Linked DNA regions of Sus scrofa: all the other regions are linked to region 3. Evidence: chromatin contacts called from public Hi-C and HiChIP or PLAC-seq data. All regions are on one chromosome and are shown on one strand. Each heading gives the region's core, a stretch centred on a gene start, on an enhancer-like site or on the middle of the called end of the contact. The rest is flanking DNA. Distances are from core to core; before and after follow the strand shown.

Region 1 (2,766 bases), core at 212-2,711, 100 kb before region 3:
CCTAGAATGGAAAAGAATCTGAAAAAGAATAGATGTGTATATGTATAACTGAACCACTTTGCTGTACACCTTAAACATTTTTTGAATTTTTTTAAAAAAGAAAAAATTCTTGTCATCTGAAAAGTTTAGTCCAAGAGACGTTCTCTGATGAGGACTGTATTGGTAAAGACACTTCAAGTTTCAAATAGCAGAAAACTCCACTCAGAGTGGCATCACCAATAGCACAGACTTCAGGCTTGGTTGGATCCAAGTCCCCAAATGACTCAACAAAATCCAATCTGTCTCCATCTCTCGGCTGTTTCCTTTATCAGGGTCTCCCTCATGCACCTTGGTTGGATCTCAACAGGCTCCCACCTTCACAAGTGCCGTAGAAAAGACAGTACTTGCTTAAAAGTGGCTCAACCCAAAGTCCCAAGATAAGATTTATTGAGGCTTGATTGGTTAATGGATCAACTGCCCATTCCTGACTCATTTACTGTGGCCAGGAGATGCCACATTCTCACCACTTCTGGCTCTTTCTCTAGGAAGAAATATGGAGCTGCAGATTAGAAATGGACTCATTCTAAAGTTCTGAAATGTTTTCCTCTCTGTGGGAATTTGACTCAACCATGTTTCAGCTAATAGATGTTTCTCTCCAAATTGAAATCAAAAGCAGAGCAACTCTAACTAGAATAATGCAGAGGAGTGGGTTCCCTAGGAAGAACTCCCAGGTGGTTGATGCCACCAAGGACCAAAGGAGAAGCTTCAGGAACCCCCACTCTGTGGGCACCACGCAGAATGCTCTATTTCCCCAACCTGCAGACCAGCCTTTCCTGGCGGTTGAACCACTTGGTATTAAGTGGTGCTCCTGCCCCAACAAAAAAGGTGATGCTTTCCTGGTCAAGTAAGTTTGAGAAGTTTTCTGTTCAACAAAGTCAAAGACGACTTACTCTTGACTAAAGGACATTTCAGAGCCTCTAGTGTTCAAATGTGTGTTATAAAAATCCAGAGGAAAACACAACATGCAGAATGTCCCAAACCTGTTGGATCATGAACCTTTCGGAACATTTTTCTTGGGACAAGCATTCCGCACCAAAAACAAAAAAAAACCTCAGGGACATGCTGCTCTGGAGGAAGTTGCTCCTTTTCTGACCCAACCCCACCTTGCCCTGCCCATCATTTTAACTGAGATCACAAAGCAGTAAAAGGTTACTGAGGAAGGCTGGTTTTGTCCCTCCATCACCTCTCTGGAATGTTTAGAAATGAATGTAATAACACAGAGATAAAACCCATCAAATCCCTGGCTTCTCAGAAGAAACCTTTTCTCTCTCCAATCTGTTACATAGTCGCTGGAATCAAATTGCAAAAGCCCTGTGCTAACTCCAGCTCCGGTGGGAGGAGAGACCACTCACTGGTGGGCTACACAGAGAGGACTTACGGCCGCTGTGGGAACTCGCAGTCACCTCTGGCAAACCTCTGTCTGCAGCTGCAGAAGATCAAATCAGGCTCACATCTGTTCCCCAGACACCCGACACCCCACCCCAGCTTCCCTATCCAACAAAGCCTGGCCAGGTTTTCACAGTTAATTCCTCCAGGGCCCCTGGCCCATCTCCTCCCTTCTTGCTCCTATGAATTCTCAGAGATCAAAGCAGCAAGTTAGCCCAAGCTTTGTTTGCTCAGCATTCAGAAAACACCTTAAATTCCCAGCTTGAAAGGAGGCTGAAAGAAGGTTAAACATACCCTATTGTTGAAAACTTTCAAACAGCAAGACATGACCAAAGTTTGAGCGTAGGAACCTCCATGATTTCTCTGGGCTTCCGGGTCCTGGGAAGGGAGGGTCTTCCCCCAGTGCACGTAATATAAGAAACTGATGGGAACGCGGCCAGAATTTTCCTGGAGGTCACTCTGAGTTGACTTGGGCAGTACACTGATTCTGAGATGAAAATTGGGAGCTACTGCCACAACCCAAAGGGTCAGCCCTCAGAATAAAATAAGTTCTAAAATGTCCACTCTGGATGGTCCTTCTAATCCACTCAACCCCATGTTCTGGACTGTTCCTCCTCCCCCTGGCCTTAGTTCACAAACTTAAATGGCTTTTTAGAACTGTAGGGTCATCTAGTTTGGAGATTTTCAAACTTCTTGGCAGCAGAAGACATTTTTTCTAATCGAAAATCTTAAAAGAGACCTCAATATAAAGCAGATAGAGTTGGGAGCTCTAGGGAGCATAGGCTGAGGCAAATCCTGGACTTCTACCCACTCAGCTACCCCCTCCACCATTGTGGCTTTGGGCTCCCACAGTTGGAAAAGTCCCTTAGAAGCCCAGCCTCTTCAGTTCAACACCAACACTGAGGACCAGGGATTGAAAGGGAGCTGCCAAGCCTCACGTGCTCCACGTCTCAGTCCTCATGAGGAGTTTATGCCTTTGCTCTTTGTGTTTAAAAAATCCCCAGAGCTGGGAGTTCCCATTGTGGCTCAGCAGTAATGAACCCAATTAGCATCTACGAGGACTCGGGTTCAATACCTGGCCTTGCTCAGTGGGTTAAGGATCCAGCATTGCCACAAACTGTAGTATAGGTTACAGATGCAATTTGGATCTGGTGTTGCTATGGTTGTGGTGTAGACCAGTAGCTGCAGATCCGATTCAACCCCTAGCCTGGGGACTTCCATTTGCCATGGGTACAGTCCTAGAAAAGACCAAAAAAAAAGTCTCCAGAGTGGTCAGTCCTACTTTCAAAACTCCCCATTTCTGTTCTCACCATCTCTACCTCCCCTACAGGGAAACACCTG
Region 2 (3,023 bases), core at 78-2,577, 81 kb before region 3:
GGCAATGCCTGCCCTGTCATCATCTGTGAACTGCCTGGGTGACCTGATTGCTGGGTAACAGAAAGTTTGCACCCACCCACCTACGGTTCCTTCCTTGGCTGGTTACTCTTTTGCAAAATTCAACTCAGGAATTCCCTTTCCTGGGAAGCCTTCTCTGACTACCATCCTCGAGTCCACTCCCTCCAAATGATCCCAGAACAATGTGGACATAAATCTTCAAATTCTGGAGTTCCCATCATGATGCAGCAGAAATGAATCCGACTAGGAACCATGAGGTTGTAGGTTCAATACCTGGCCTCGCTTAGCGGGTTAAGGATCCAGTGTTGCCATGAGCTGTGGTTTAGATGGCAAACGCAGCTCAGATCTGGTGTTGCCGTGGCTGTGGTATAGGTTGGCAGCTATAGCTCCGATGAGACCCCTAGCCTGGGAATCTCCATGTGCCGTGGGTGCAGCCCTCAAAAGGCAAAAGAAAAAAAAAATCTCCAGCTTCCTCTCCCTCTGTACTGGAACCATTGGTTTATCAGTGGTCCTTCTACCTGACCATGAGCTCCTTGAAAGCAAAGGTGGTGCTTTCCTTCCTCCTACCTCCATGTCTCCAGACCCGAGGGAATTAGAATAAAGCTGCAAATTGGTGTCAGAGACCCATTAGAATCTGTTCTCTCAGAGTAATAGCATTGCAGGTGACAACGGTATGGATGGAGAGAGAACTCAAAACAAAGGTGGATATTTTGCCTGGAAAAATTTTTTAATTGAATTCCAGAAATCAGTGGTGTCAAGGATTCATGTCAGAACAGGTCTTCTTCTACCCACACCCGGCCTTAACCACAGGGAGCATCAAAAGAAATGAATCTAAGGTCTCCTAAGGATCGGAGCCTGCACAGGAGTCGATTCAGTGATCCTGGCTTCCCCAGGATCAGGGTGGTCTGGCTACGGCTGGGCCAGGCTGGCTCAAGGACACTTGGCTTCTTCCCTCAACCCACTAATCACCTCTGACTCCTGAGAGAACTGTAGAGTCTTCGGCGATGCCATGAGACCCTCATCCTAACCCCCATCTGTAGCTCCACTTCTGAAAACATGGGTTTGATTGCATTTCTAACACATGGGAAAATATCCTAAGCTTCTCAGAGCCACGTGGTTTTCTCAGAATCCTCCCCACATTCCTCCACATGTCTGCCACTATTAGAAGTTGGGTCTGGTTGGGAGCCAAGAAATTGCTCATGATCCCAAGCCAGAATACTTTTTTGCAACACATCTGAAAGTCCGTACTTTCTTAGCAGTACTTACGTACTTTGAAGCCAAAGGCTTGGCCGATAAGGCCAGTGGGGCTGTGTCTCCCTGCACAGCAGATGTCCATCCACTGGCTGAAGAGAAGAGTCTCTTAAAATCACAGCAGAGATTAACAGCGTGGAAGAAAGTGACTCAATCTGCCTTGAGTCAGAGAATGCAGCTGGATGGCTCCCCTGAAGAATGGCTGGACTGGGTTTAATTCAGCCTTGCAAATAACTTTTCAGCCACTTGTCCAGGGCACTGCTGGATGCTGAATAAAGATTAAAAATTGTGGAGTTTCACTGTGGGCAATGTCTCTGGAGCTCTGGGACATAGGTTTGATCCCCAGCCCAGCACAGTGGGTTAAGGATCCAGCATTGCTATGGCTGTGGCATAGGTCAAAATTGTGGCTCGGACCTGATCTCTGGCCCAGGAGCTCCACATGCAGCAGGGTAGCCAAAAAGAAAAAACAAATAAATAAGTAAAAATTGTTTTTTAAAAAGAATTAAAAATTGTCCCACAGAAAACGGATAAAGAACTTAAAGAAACCAATTAAAAAAGAAAAGCTGCAAATAGTTTAAACACATACAAAATTATGTATTGCTTCATTTATAATTTTTAAAAGGCAAATTAAAATGATAATAAGGAGGAGTCCCCATCATGGCTCAGCGGAAATGAATCTGACCAGCATCCATGAGGATGCAGGTTCAATCCCTAGCCTCGCTCAGTGGGTTAAGGATCTGGAGTTGCTGTGAGCTGTGCTGTAGGCTGCAGATGCAGCTCGGATCTGGCATTGCTGTGGCTGTGGTGTAAGCCAGCAACTGCAGCTCCAATTCACCCCCTAGCCTGGGAACCTCCACAGGCCATGGGTGCAGACCTATATAGATCCTTGTATGCTTGCCACAAAGATAAGTATTGATTATTTCCTTAGAGTCTTAGAAGTGGAATTGCTGAGTCAAACCCTGCAAAATGCATTCCTTCTTTGACCCAGCAATTCCACTTCTAAGACTCTAAGGAAATAATCAATGCTTATCTTTGTGACAAGCATACAAGGATCTATATTGTTGCACAGTTTAATGAGGAAAAGTCTAGGAACAATGCAGTTGAACAACATAAGCACGTGAATGTTACAACACTCACCTATATAGAATATTATGGAACCCCTTGCAGTCCAGAAAAACCATTCTATATGATCAGGTTCAGCAAACATTTTCTATCAAGTGCTAGAGGGGAAGTATTTTAGTATGAGCAGTGTGGGGGGTGGTCTTTCGTGCTGTTTACCAGATATCTCCAGTTCTCTGCTTTTCCAGGCACTGGGCAGAAGTGCATTTCTCAGCTCCCTGGGGACTGCATGTGACCATGAGACTAATTCTAGCCAATGGGTCTCAATGGAAATAATACCTGTCACAGCAAAGACAGGTTGGGGGAAAATATTTGCAAATCACGTATCTGACTTCTATCAGAATATATATATTTTTAACACTCTTAAAACTCGATAATAAGAAAACAAACAATGCTTTTTAAAAAAAAATGGGCAAAAAATTTAAACAGACACTTCACCAAAGAAGGCATAGGGATTGCAAATGCACATATGAAAAGATAGCCAACATCATCAGCCATTAGGGAAATGCTAGTTAAAACTACAATGAGATACCATTTCTCACCTATTAGAAGAGCTTAAATTAAATTTTTAAATTTAAAACTGACAATATCAAGTATTAGGGAGGAAAAGAAGCCACCAGAACTTTCACACACTG
Region 3 (2,831 bases), core at 16-2,515:
CCAATTATTAGGGCTGGACATTCTCTCTCTCTCTCTCCTCTCTCTCTCTATGAGGAAACTGGGGCCCAAGAGAGCTAAAAGGCTTGCCCAAGGTCAGAGCTAATTATAGAAACCAGCAATTCCAATACCTGATCTCTTCCTGCGAAATCACATGGATTGTATTTATATCCCAGCTATAGATTATCTCAGTACCAATAAAACACAGAATATTGAGTTGAAACCACATCTCTCAAGACCACAAGCATAAATAATGATCGTGTTTTAATGTAGATGATACCTTTTTATTTTGCAAATCCAAAGAGTTCTCATCAAAATCCATGACAGCTTGTTTTCTGTAAGAATGCGAAGGCCATAACCCTGTCTGAAACGCACTGGCAAATTTCTCTAACCGAGCAATGCTAATTTGGGCGTGAGCTGTGTGTTCAGGCTGACTGCAAGCTCCAGCTGGGGTTTCAGCTCTGCACAGGGCGATTGGGTGGCTCTTTGCTGTTTCACGGCAAGAATCTTTCCCTGGACTCCCGGAAGCCTCTGGGGAATTTATCGCAACCGAAGTGTTCTCGCCAGTGTGTGCATGCGCTGCATGGTGAAACATTCTTTGGAGAAGAGAATCCACTTACAATCCGTGCGTGTGAGCGTAAAAGCGCCGCGCAGGGACAGGAAAGACTCGCGGCGGAGCACACTCTGACCCGAGGTTACCTCTGGGGAGGGGCTGATATGGGAAGGGGGATGTTATACGGTCTTCTTACTCTAGATATGCCTGGGCTGTATAAAAATTGTACACAAGGACGTATTCCTCATTTACATATTTAATACATATGTGTTAATTTTTAAAAAGAAGATTAAGCAAACATCTCAGAACAACAAAGGTGCGTCTCTGCAGAGAGTAGCAGCTTTTCTCCTGGATGTGACTGTCTATTCCAGAAACCTCAGAATATCTCGCCCTACCCATGGAACTGATGATGGAAACGTGCTCTCCAGGGCTTCGCAGCGGATGATTAGGAAAGTTGGAGGCGCCTCGAGGGTCATGGCACTTGCGGCTCGCGCCCCCCTAACCCGCATGTTTAGGGAAGTCTAGACTTGGCAGCGTGAGCAGCTCCCGACCCCAACCGCCTTAGCGGGTGCTGATGCGGGAAGGTGCGGCCGCGGCGGGGCGGGGCAATCCGAGTCGGCACCCCACGTCTCCGCTCCCGCCCGCGCCCGGCTGGCCCCGCCCGTTTCGCCCCCCGCCTGCGCCCCGGGCGCCTGGCCCGCCCCCTCCCCTCCGCGCGCAAAAGAACCTCGAGACGCCGCGCTTGGCGGCGGTTGCGGGCGGGGGCCGGGCGAGGGAGGGGGCTGGCCCGAGCCGCCCGACTCTGCAGTTGTCTCTCGAGCGCGGGCTGCGCAGCCCGAGCCTTTGGCTGGGTAAGCACTAGCCGTTCGCTCCCGGGCCGGCTCCTCCAGGCGCTCGCAGGCATGCAGCCCGGGAGCAGGCGGCGCGCCCCGGGCCGCTGCTGAGCCGGCCGGGGCGGCGGGGACCAGCGCCTGCCGAGCCCCTCCCACTTTGCCCCGGGGCCGAACAGCGGCGCCCCGGCAACCCCTCTTCGCCCGCAGCCCTGTCAGCGCCACCCCCCCGAGGGCTGCAGGGGCTCATGCAGCCGCCAAGGTAAGCGCGGGCCAGGAGCGGGGCGGACCCGGCTCTGACATCCCTGAGGCGCCGCCACCACTTGCCCGGGCTACGGCACGGCTTTGGTCTTCCCCAACCCCGCGTCTCATCTTGCTCCCATCTTGCCCAGATTTGAGCTTTGCTAAGCCTGATCGCTTTAGCTCTTGGCAGCAGCAAAGTTTTTGTGGTTTGGTATTTGCTCTTTTTTCCTAAAATGCTCTCCCCGGGCAGCCTGCAGCGCTCGTGGTTGGGCAGACCCGGCGAATGTGTGTACCACTGTGCGCGTGCTGGGAGCTCTCTTTCTCCCGCGGCCACCTCCTCATTGGGCGGTCGCTACGTCCAGCCCGCGGAGCCTGGGACAGGGAGAGCCACCGGGCTGTGCCGCTGTGAACCCGCATTGGCCCGACTCTCCCGGGCCCTCTCCTCCAGCTTCTGGCCCAACTGCCTAGCCAGCTGCAGAGCCGCTGCTCTAGGGCTTGCCCCGGGGGCATCGGCGCTGCGCACTGTTTGGGCTTGGGTCTCCAATGGTCCTTTGCCTGGGAGCGCAGGTGCGCAGGAAAGTGAGGGACTTGTGTTGAGTGCTTAAGGGATAGGAGTCGCGAGTGGCCCTGGCGTTTCTAAGTGAACAGGTGGGCCCAGAGGGCTGGGCACAGCAACAGTTACGTGCCTGGCTCAAGCAGTGGCTCATCCCAGGAACAAGCTGGGGCAGTGGGACAGGTGTATTTGGGGGGAGGACTGATGGGGACACTAGTGTGCAATTCTTGATTGCATCCTGTTAATGTAATTGCATTAGATTTGCTCGGAGGTAGAATCAATATCCCTAAATTGAGATTTTTTTTTTAATGGGCGCCTGCGAGCTGCTATTATGTAGTGTGGTTTCGGAAGGCGTTGGAATGTATTTATTTTATAAATCGGGTGTCTTGAGGACCGATTAGGGGAAATCGCGCCATCTAGCGGAAATGATACATTGAGCGTTTCTTTTAGGCCACGAAGTTGGGTGTTCTCAAAGTAGGAGACTCCGGCTCGAGGTGGGGAGGCAGGCACTTGGCTGCCTGGGGCTAGAAGTTTTCACCGTAGCTACAGTCCGGCTGAGCTGGAGCGCCGCGACGCCCCCAGCTCTCACGCCAAGCTCAAGGGTCAGAATTGCAGGTCCTACTGATTAGCAAGCTCCCACCTCAAAGAGATCCTT

Evidence for each region. A called contact is a pair of places that touch in the nucleus more often than the background predicts. HiChIP or PLAC-seq counts read pairs in DNA pulled down with a chosen protein or histone mark.
Region 1: a contact with region 3 is called in an H3K27ac HiChIP or PLAC-seq map of skeletal muscle, with 5 times the contacts expected there. The contact joins the enhancer-like site here to the promoter of RGMA in region 3. A contact is called at or near these places in 1 of 5 promoter capture datasets (fetal skeletal muscle), 4 of 47 Hi-C or Micro-C datasets (heart right ventricle, omental adipose tissue, psoas muscle and 1 more) and 1 of 2 datasets of contacts at active chromatin or transcription factors (skeletal muscle).
Region 2: a Hi-C map of skeletal muscle shows a contact between it and region 3, with 4 times the contacts expected there. The contact joins the enhancer-like site here to the promoter of RGMA in region 3. A contact is called at or near these places in 2 of 47 Hi-C or Micro-C datasets (psoas muscle and skeletal muscle) and 1 of 2 datasets of contacts at active chromatin or transcription factors (skeletal muscle).

The regions. Positions count from the first base shown.
Region 1 is chr7:85,818,075-85,820,840 of Sscrofa11.1, forward strand. No RefSeq gene overlaps it. Among named protein-coding and RNA genes, the nearest start is that of RGMA, 100 kb to the right of the region's middle. Within about 2 kb of position 1,462, at least 3 of the 83 cell types and tissues checked have an H3K27ac peak or open chromatin away from gene starts, as enhancers often do. A contact at or near this core is called in skeletal muscle, where this site is marked.
Region 2 is chr7:85,839,249-85,842,271 of Sscrofa11.1, forward strand. No RefSeq gene overlaps it. Among named protein-coding and RNA genes, the nearest start is that of RGMA, 81 kb to the right of the region's middle. Within about 2 kb of position 1,328, at least 9 of the 83 cell types and tissues checked have an H3K27ac peak or open chromatin away from gene starts, as enhancers often do. A contact at or near this core is called in skeletal muscle, where this site is marked.
Region 3 is chr7:85,920,259-85,923,089 of Sscrofa11.1, forward strand. RGMA (repulsive guidance molecule A) reads left to right here and starts at 1,266. Exons shown (of 4, transcript XM_001924865.4): 1 at 1,266-1,642. The coding sequence starts at 1,629.